Linked DNA regions of Mus musculus: region 1 is linked to region 2. A link is a contact called in public promoter capture Hi-C data. All regions are on one chromosome and are shown on one strand. Each heading gives the region's core, a stretch centred on a gene start, on an enhancer-like site or on the middle of the called end of the contact. The rest is flanking DNA. Distances are from core to core; before and after follow the strand shown.

Region 1 (4,698 bases), core at 1,630-4,129, 720 kb after region 2:
GGCCCTGAGCAGGTAAATCTCATGGGTCAAACTGCCCTATCCCCACTGACTCAGCAGACATCAGCCTACAGGGAAACTGAGTCCCCCTAGGCAAAGAGAATGGCAAGCTTGACTAGAGAAGTATGCAGAAAGTATGGGAGAGTAAATGTAAACCTGGACTGCCCTGGGGCAGTGACTGGTCTAGACTCGAACGCCTGATATATGACTTTGGTGGAAGGTTCCCAGGAAACATTTCGTTATCTCACAGAAGCCTTCTGAAACTGGTTGTACAGCCATAATGAGAAGTGGAGAGACATGGTGGGCAGCACTGTGTCTCAATTCTCACACATCGGTGCTCCTCCTATGACTTCCCATGGTCAGGCAGTAGGGGAATGTTCTCCGGGCTGCTCTCCAGCCAAACCTCCAGAAAAGAAACTCAGGAAGCTGAAAGGCAAAAGAGTACGAAGACAGATGGCTAGCATCATTTTTCAGACGCTGGTTTCCCCCTCTCTTCTTTTCCCTGTTCTGTCCTCTGAAACACTTCACCACTTTATTCTCTACTTTAACAGCTCTTAGCATACCAAAACAGAGAGAAAATGACAGCACCCCTCTCTCTTGTGATAGGGGAATTACTTATAAGAAATTCGGAGTCTTTTCAGGCTGTACTCCCCTGAGGGGGGACAGCCACAACTCCAGCACTTTCTTTTCTAGAAAGGTTCCCATACCTGAGCTAGTTCACTCTGCTTCTTGTGCAGTTCCATGTAGCTGAAGGAATCCTAGCCAGCAGCTTCTAACCCTTTGCTGTGTCCACCTTGTGGCCTACGGTTATCACTAGGTGGTCATACAGAAGGAGTGATCCGACATGTGAGGTGCTTCATCTCAGGGACTATCACTTGAAGCCTTGGCTTAGGACTGGCTGTTTGCTGGGGTAGGTCATAGAGTTAGCTCTGTTAGTTCTCACCTCCAAATTGGCACTGGTGACGATGGATTTGTTTAAAATGTTTGTCTTCTCCACTAGAATGTAAGCTTCTCTAACTGAACTTTGTATGACCAGGGCGTATATTGGTAGTGCTTTCTTTGCTACACGATAGATGTTTAGCAGATACAATGACTGGGGAGTGGGGGTGGGGGGTGGGCTTATTGTGTGAGAAATATGCAAGAAACTTGAAAAAAAATGGCTTCTAGAGTCCTTTCCAGCATTTGGGTTTTCTTCTGAAACACGGGTGTGAGTGCTTTACATGTTTAGGACTCTCACATGTATTCATGAGTTCCAGAGCCAATTCCTACATACTTCTCACACTGACATTTGTACAACCTGCTTTTCTATAGCCTCATTTATTAGCTGTATATCCATATCGATTTATTTTGTTTAAAAGGCATGTATTTTATTATTTATTTATTTATTTATTTATTCATTCATTTAGTATGGGGGTGGGAGGGGAGATGTTCCACAGTGCACATCTGGAGGACCATGGACGACTTGCAGAAGCCAGTTCTCTCCTAGCAACCATGTAAATTCTGAGGATCAAACTCAGATCGTAAGGATTGTCAGCAAGGGCTCTTAACCAATGGCCTATCTCTCTGGCTTTGCATCCCAGTATAGGTGCTTCTCAGCTTATGATAAGAGTCACATTTGATAAACCCACCATCACTTGAGAACACGTTAAGTCAAGGGAACATTTAATACACTCAAGGTAGTAGACATCCTATGCCAGTATCAGTTTGCTGTACAGCATCCGTTGCTTAGCGTTGAGAAGACCCAGCTGCCAGAAATTATGGCTTGTTAAAGGCAGTCATCAGCAGGACAGGGCACAGCAGCAATACTGTGAAAAATCAACCACCATAAACTGAAAGGTAATACAGATGCTCTATAGTTACTTCCTTTGCTATGCAAACTGTTCTATCTTACTAAGTCCCTGTTTGTTAAAGGTACAATACTTTTTTTTTTTTTTTTAGGGAGTCCCTAATTAAAAATATCCCTGATGGTTTCTCTTTATAAATCTACTGTCTAGTTCTGTGGATTCTTCTTTAAAGACTGCTCTTTCTTCTGCCATACTGCCTGCTCAAAAACTCCATCAAATTGCCTATTATTTGAATTTGTACTTGTTTCATTCTGACGTGCATGATGTACTGACATTTCTTCCCCATTCCAAAACCTGCAAATTATCTATAAAGTGGCTCTAATTCCTGGGACTTCTCTGAGCACAATTTTACAGATAGTGGACTTAAATAGTCTCAGCAACACGGGTCTTATTTTATACTTCCTCTCCAAAGTCCTAGAAGCTATCTTTGCAAAAACTGAACACTACATTTGTAATTGTACCCGCAGATGTTGCTGCAATTGACTGCAGTTTTAATTAAGAAAAACATACTCTGCTATTTAAAAACAGTCCCTTAAATACAGCTCCCAGCTGAAATCTTCCAGCATCCAGCCATCCCACCCCTTCCAGTGGCCTGATGTTCGACGGGGGAGGAGCCAGGAGCAAGCAGGCTCTGGGAAGCTGGAGAGCGCGGGATGGGGAAGTCCCGGAAGTCACTGACCAGAGAGTCTCGGCGGGTTCTCTCTGGGCAGTGGTCCCAAAAACTACAGGCTCTTCAGCGGGGCGGGGACCGCTCCCGGCCCCGGCTTGGGGGCGAACCCGGATCGAGGGAGGCGGGTGGGACGCTCCCAGAGGTCCAGGGCGATTGGCAGACGCGGATGAGGGGCGGTGGAGCTTTAGGAGAGGAGCTAACAGGTCGACAGAGCAGACGGCGTGATGATTGGACGGCACGGAAGGAGCTGGACCAGATCTGGCCGCTCATTGGTCTCAGCATGAGGAGGAGGCGTGGCCAGCGCGCGCGGGAGGGAGGGAGGGCGAGAGAGCGGGGCCGGCCCGCCCGAGAGACGGTCGGTCTACGAGCGCGGCGGGAGCGCGTTCCAGCTCGGGCCCCGGTGCTATCCTCCGATCCGCCGCGCTCCGGCCTGGGGTCTCGGGGCGGGAAGCTCGGTGAAGCGGGCGCGGGGAGCAGGGCGGAGGGGACGAGGCGCGCTGCGCTGCCGCCCGGTCCTCACCGGGTGCTGCGGGCCCCGGGCGCGCGGGGCTCCGCGGCGCGCGCACTATGCGGGCGGATTGCCGGCCGCCGCGATGGCGAGCCGGGCGCCGCTGAGAGCCGCGCGCAGCCCCCAGGGTCCCGGAGGCCCGGCCGCGCCCGCCGCCACCGGCCGGGCCGCGCTGCCCAGCGCCGGCTGCTGTCCCCTCCCTCCTGGCCGCAACTCCTCCTCCAGGCCTCGACTGCTCCTTCTGCTGCTCCTACTGCTCCAGGACGCTGGAGGCCAGCAAGGTGAGTGGTGGCCCGCACCGGTCGGCCTCCTGAGGCTCTTGGCTGTTGGAGGAACCTGCCGACGAACCCAGAGATGCAGAGACACCACACTGGCGAGGCTGATGTGGCGGGGACCGGGGCGGGGTGGTGGTGCCGCCCGGTGTCTCAAGTTTGTGTCGCTTTACTTTTCCGCAAAGCCATTCATTTCTGTGAAAGAGGGACGTATGAGACCCTGCCGTGGAGGCCTCCTTGCTGTCTCCTTCTGGACTGATGGACGGAGTCGGGAGCAAATTAAAAAGCATCTTGAGCTTATTAAAGACAGGCAGGGATTGCTGTTCTTAGGGATAGCGCCCAGGTTCTAACGCGAATGAAGCAAATTGCAGTGCTCTCTAGAGCCTTGCTTACGTTTGCAATTCGTTCTTCAGAGCACCTGCCCATTACTGAGGACCGTGGTTTGTAGATTGTCTTGATCAAACACAGAAGTGGCCCAGAGTAGCGGTCCACTACCAAAAGCGCAAACTTTCTCAGAAAGTGACAAAGCTTCTTTTCCTTCTACAATCCCATTCCAGAAGCGGGAACAACTGTTGGTTGATAAATCATCAACAATAGAAAGAGAATACAGGACTGAACTTTTTAGTGTTGCTGCTTTGGGCAGCGTACCACATTCTGTTTGGCTTTATTTCTTCCATGGCTTTTCTTGTTACTAATTGCTAGGGAGAGTTTCTTGAAATACGTTTTCCATTTCTCAGTTCAGCTTCCCACTGTGTGCACTTTTTGTCAGTAAGGAATATCTTCAAGGTCATGGGATTGTCTCTTGGGAAGGTGCAGCCTTGATGGACGTGTGAGAGGTAATCGCTAAGAGAAAAACGTAAACTGTCCTCTTTAATAGTCACATTTAAACTGAGCAACCTAAGGTTTAGAGGTCTAATAGGCAGATTTCAGTCAGCGCTTACTGTTTTAGAGTGTGGAAGCCTCTGAAGTTTTGGCATCTATGTGTGTGTTTTTCTTTCTCGTGGTGGGGAGACAGACTTATATGGCTACAGAAGCTTAGTGTGTGTGGGAGGCCCGGGACTAAGTGGTTTGTGTAAATCAGTGCATTTAACACACAGCTTGGTGAGTTAGTTATCCCGTTCCCAGCAGAGGGAAACCGATGCACAGGGAATACAGCATATTTTAATGTAGAAAGGAATATGACCATTTAAGCAGTCCACTGTGTTTGAACATTTCTAGATGGCTTACATCTAGAATTTCACGTCATGTTTAAAACAAATCTTCGAGTAACAGAGTCAGCTATATAGGACACCATTATCTTTTGGAGTAGTCATTCCCAGACTGATGTAACATGCAACATTATCTTATTTTAAATGATTTTTGAATCATTTTAGTCAGCATTGTAACAATATATTTCTTCTCCCATTG
Region 2 (4,869 bases), core at 1,315-3,814:
AGTGGGACACTCATTTCCTTTTGCTTATAAAATGAATCAATTGTCTCATGACTCCACTTATAAGGTTCAAGGTAGGCAACACTTACTGCTCTGGTACAACCTGAAAATACCCACATCTCTAAGGTTTATATGAAATGTTTGGGTTGTATTAATTTGGAATGAGGACAAGAGGAATGTGGAATCAACTACACAAAAGGTGGATATACTTGAGAAATGGGACTTTACTTTAGAAGGTTAGAAGAGAGAAGCTTATGTGGTTGGGATTTAAAATTGGCCCTCACAACAGTTCAAGAGGTGATGTCTGATAGTCTCTCAGATTTTTTACCGTAGGTGCAGCTGTCAATCATCCTTGCCATATATTATTTCCCACGAGCATCTCATCTTTACTGAGGAGATAAGGAAGGTACTTGCTTTCTTTTTCAGTAAGGCAAACAATGGTATGAATCTTCAAGTAGGCTATAATAGTAGAGTATAATGATGGCTCAGATAAGCCAGAGGCCATCCAGTAACAGATGGAAAAACAAATATTATATGTTTTCAATTGTAAATAGCCAAGGAGAACCACGTATGAAGTCTTCTTTTACTGCTCTAGACATTTGGCAGTATAGAACAGACATTAAGCTGAACCAAAATATAAAAACTACGTAGATTTTTTTTTTTGCTTGAGGTAGTTGTGTTGCATTACTTTTGCATTGATATCATCTCATTACTTACATTATGACCAGCTAAGGCAAGAATTGATCTGGTAATCAGCTCCTTAAGTATGATATTTTTTTCCTACAATAATATTTTTTCCTACTAAGCAATTTGTTTTCAAAGTTAAAGGTTGGCATATTCCTGTCTAATTGATCCTTGTGCCTTCAAAACATATGTGAAAAACGTCAAGTTTATCTTGTTACTTGTTCTGTGAAATAACCATGAATAAGACCAGGGTTGGAAGAAGCATGAAGGAGAGAAAAATATTTTCTGTGATCTTGGGACGTGATCAAGACTTTGAAACATCCTAGGAAGAACAGGATGAGAACCAGACTCCAGACATCAAAGCATGGTTGAGGTCCAAGTTTGTGTGGTCATCCTGACTTCAGTATTCTTGACAATAGTTTTTTTGTTTCTTCCTTTTTGAATGTGATAATTCTTTCTTCCCCTCGACAATTAAACCAAATTGACAATAATCTAATTTTTCCTAAAAATTAGTAATAAATGAAATTGTACTAAGCAATACTAATAAGAGCTACTATTTATTAGGATATCTTGTGTCCAATAAATATACTTTAAATATGTATGATTCAGTCTTCATTACACTCCTACAATATAGCAGCATTCTTACATTTAAGATCATTTAAAATATTTTTAAGATCTTAAAGCATGTACATACCTTTTAAGATTTACTTTTTAAATACTTTAATTATGAATATGTATATATAAATATCTATGCATGTGTGTGCACATGTGTACAAACACATGTGTGTGTCTGTGTTTATACATTACAGATATGTGTACGTGCATAAATATGTGTATGTGTATGCATGAGTATGTATCTATCCATGTGTGTCTACTATGTATGGGTTATGTGTGTGAGTGTTAGTTATTCCTAACACTGGAGTTATAGGTGGTTGTGAACTCCCAAAGCGGGAGCTGGAAGCTGGACCCTGATGCTTTGGAAGGGCAGAACATACTTTTATCAAAGAATCATCTCGCTAGCCTTTGATACTCTGCATTTTAAAGACAGAAGCTGTGATTTGTTTCATAGCTAGTGCCTAGAAAATATTTCTTAGATTATGTAAAATGTCATTTCTTGTGCTTATCCTGAGGGATAGGTTTCTATTAGTCATTTTTGTCCTTTGGAAAAACACAACTTTGAAGATCCCTAAGGAGAAAATGGAATTTTTAAACCAACAGGCAGTGTAGATCGACTCATCTCTGTCTTTTTGGGTCAGTGAGGATGACCGATAGATAAAAGGGGGAGATTGGAGGGTAGTTTTTTTTTTTTTAACAGGAATTGGTGGGAAGGTAAAAATACTAATTATGGTAAAAATAACCAAAGAAATAGGACATCCAGGATGCTATGAACGTATTGTCTTCATTGGGGCACATGAAATGCAACATCCCCATGTGATAGTGGATAATGACTGCTAGTGCTGTGAACTGTGAATCCCAGAAAGATGGCGCCTACACACAAAGATGGGAAAGACACACTTGGGGCAAACTGTTAAATAAATGCTACCCTGTTTGTTTTATCATTCTCAATTTCTAACCTGATTTATTAGCCTTCCCAGTGGTTGGCTGGACCCTGCTTACACTGTTCATTGCTCTTTGATCCCTGACAGTGATTATGGCTTTGTTGTACCACACATAGGAGAGCCAGGGGATTAGACTCTTCCTCACCCAGAGTTCATTCTTTACAACGTTGATGAATTGCACAATAATCCTTTTTTTTTTTTTTTTGAGCATCCACTCATACCAGGAACTTTTTATTTTTTATTTTTTGCCAAACACAGTCACACCTGCACATGTGTACGTAGTGTCCTGTAAAGTAAATGTAACAGGCTGTACACCTTGCCCCAGGAGCTCACAATAAAAACCAGACAATTGTTGTAGCGAAGACTAGGCAAACAGGTGTGCAGCTGTGTAAACAAAGAAACAGAATCAATTAGAGGATTGGCTACAAAGTGCTAGTGCCGGTGCTGTGCTGTTTGTAGGCTGGAACTGAAGCTAGTGAAATTCTCAGCCTGCACAAAGCTTGGTGTAGTCTTTGTGGTGGTAAGAAAGGAAAGGCTGATGGGGAGGAATAGAAGTTTCCCTCTGGAGCAGAGGACAGAGAACTTCCCACTCCCCAGTGGAAGGGTTCATGTACTGCTACTTTGGGTCTCCTCTATTTTCTAAGGGACTTGGCTGTAACCAGCCTGCAGAAGGAAAATGAAAGTATATTAAGCAGTGTTCAGCTTGCCAGAGAGATTTCATAAGCCTTCTTTCTTTCCACTGGAAACCAGACTAAAAAAGAAAATAAAAACCAGAACGTATTATAATTGTACATTCCACTTATAACCAATGAGCAGATGACAGTTGATGTTCCAAGGAAATGATTACTCTGGGTGAGGTTGTTCTCAGGGGCAATGCCACTCCAGTCTCCAGCCTTCACTGTGTTTGACAGAAATGGACCCAGCTTGGAGCAAATTCCTGCAGGTCTCTGCTTCAGCCACCCAAGGCTGATGGCTATCTTTCTTCTTGTAAATACATCCAGATAGGGAATTTGAAAACCTCCCCAGGAATCCTTTCCAGGGTTAGTAAAGCCTTTGCTGCCAGTGAAATCTTTCCATCTACCTTAAATTCCCTTATTTATAATTTCTATTTATTTCCTCTTCTTTTGTCATAGAGAGGACACCATGACTCCCCACTCCACCTCCAGTGGTTTCTCTAAAGACAGCTGTGAAACCAGCTCTGGCCTCTCCCACAGACATGCGTGGGCTCTGTTTTACCTGTCAGCTATTTATAATCTTTCTTTGCTCTTCCCAACTTTGGCCTCTGGATTATGTATGTATGTATGTATGTATGTATGTATGTATGTATGTATTCTATTAGATAACCTGCTGAAGAGCCCTCAAAATTGTTGTTTCATTATTGATTTAACGAGCTGTATTCTATGAATATGGACATGTCAGGATATTCAATTTCTCTAATTCCTGCCAGGCTTTAGTTGATTAGGTCATATTAAACTAAAGAATGCTGGAATTTATGCCCCTTTGGAATGGGGGTGAGATGACTGTCTCAAGATCTGGATGCACATGTATTAGCTCTTAACAATTTGAGTAATTCATCTCTAAACATAATGACGAAAGAGGTATTTTTTTATACTTACAAAATTAAATGATGGTTCAAACAATTTTACAGTTGTAAACACCTTCACTACTCAGTCATTCTGTGAACACATTCTTAGTAGTATTTTGGGCAAAAAGAAGTTATTGTCCCCTAACGACCGTTAGGTTTACCTTCACTATCATCGTATTGCTGATTTCTTCTGCAACAACCTCCAAATTACAACTTAATTTTCTCTACTAAGGAATATTTAAATACTTTTAATATATCTTTCAGGTATATAGTTTTGATCATATGGTATGTATATTTACAGGGTTTTTTTGCATGTGCTATATATTTTTTAAAAAAATATTGCCTGATTGTTTTTGCAAGGTCACTGATACCATATAGGTAGGTTTTGTTTTATTTTGTTTGTTTGTTTGATCAAGTAGCTTTTAGGCAAAGAGGACAGAAGGCTGCAAACCAAATCTCCTCTGTCCACATGGAAATAATTCCTGCCTTGCATGCCCTGGGGTCTTTCAAGTACATACTAACAAAATCAATCTTTGGAGACTACGATGGCATACAAATTTCCCTCTATTTCCCAATACATATACAATATTGAAGGAATTGAAAGCAGTCACTGAATGCTATTTTTTGGAGGGCTGATCTTTCTTTTGCAATGATCTAGTAAGTGTCAGTTTTCTCCTTTACCCTTATAACTTGGGAACCTCTTTCAAGTTCATGGCTTCTTTTTCTTTAATTATTATTGCTACAAGTCCGTATACACATACACAATACAACCTGTTTGAGTTCATTTAAGTTTGGTTGCTTCTATATATGCTTATACAATACCATTTGGTATTGGATAGTCAATGGGGTTCCTCCCCTTTTTATTCATCTATGCTCTCTGTAATCACCAAGAAAGCAAGAAGTCCCAGAAATGCAGGCTTAGGAACTTCATACGCAGATCTTCCCATTCATTTTTGTTTCTCAGAAACTCTCTACAATCCTTTAAAGTTTTTGACTTAAAGGATTCTCCTTCATTTTGGTTTCGATTCCAATCATACCACTTGC

The links. Promoter capture Hi-C pulls out the DNA fragments that hold promoters and counts their contacts.
Region 1: a contact with region 2 is called in a promoter capture Hi-C map of cranial neural crest. The contact joins the promoter of 4930461C15Rik here to the enhancer-like site in region 2. A contact is called at or near these places in 5 of 39 promoter capture datasets (the 3T3-L1 cell line, the C10 cell line, cranial neural crest and 2 more) and 2 of 115 datasets of contacts at active chromatin or transcription factors (embryonic forebrain and stem cell-derived neural progenitor cells).

The regions. Positions count from the first base shown.
Region 1 is chr16:58,405,652-58,410,349 of GRCm38.p6, forward strand. 4930461C15Rik (a long non-coding RNA gene) reads right to left here and starts at 2,880. Exons shown (of 4, transcript XR_384912.2): 1 at 2,521-2,880; 2 at 1-423. Dcbld2 (discoidin, CUB and LCCL domain containing 2) reads left to right here and starts at 2,884. Exons shown (of 16, transcript NM_028523.3): 1 at 2,884-3,300. The coding sequence starts at 3,105.
Region 2 is chr16:57,683,652-57,688,520 of GRCm38.p6, forward strand. The region is part of intron 1 of Col8a1 (collagen, type VIII, alpha 1); the gene reads right to left. Among named protein-coding and RNA genes, the nearest start is that of Col8a1, 69 kb to the right of the region's middle. Within about 2 kb of position 2,565, at least 36 of the 459 cell types and tissues checked have an H3K27ac peak or open chromatin away from gene starts, as enhancers often do.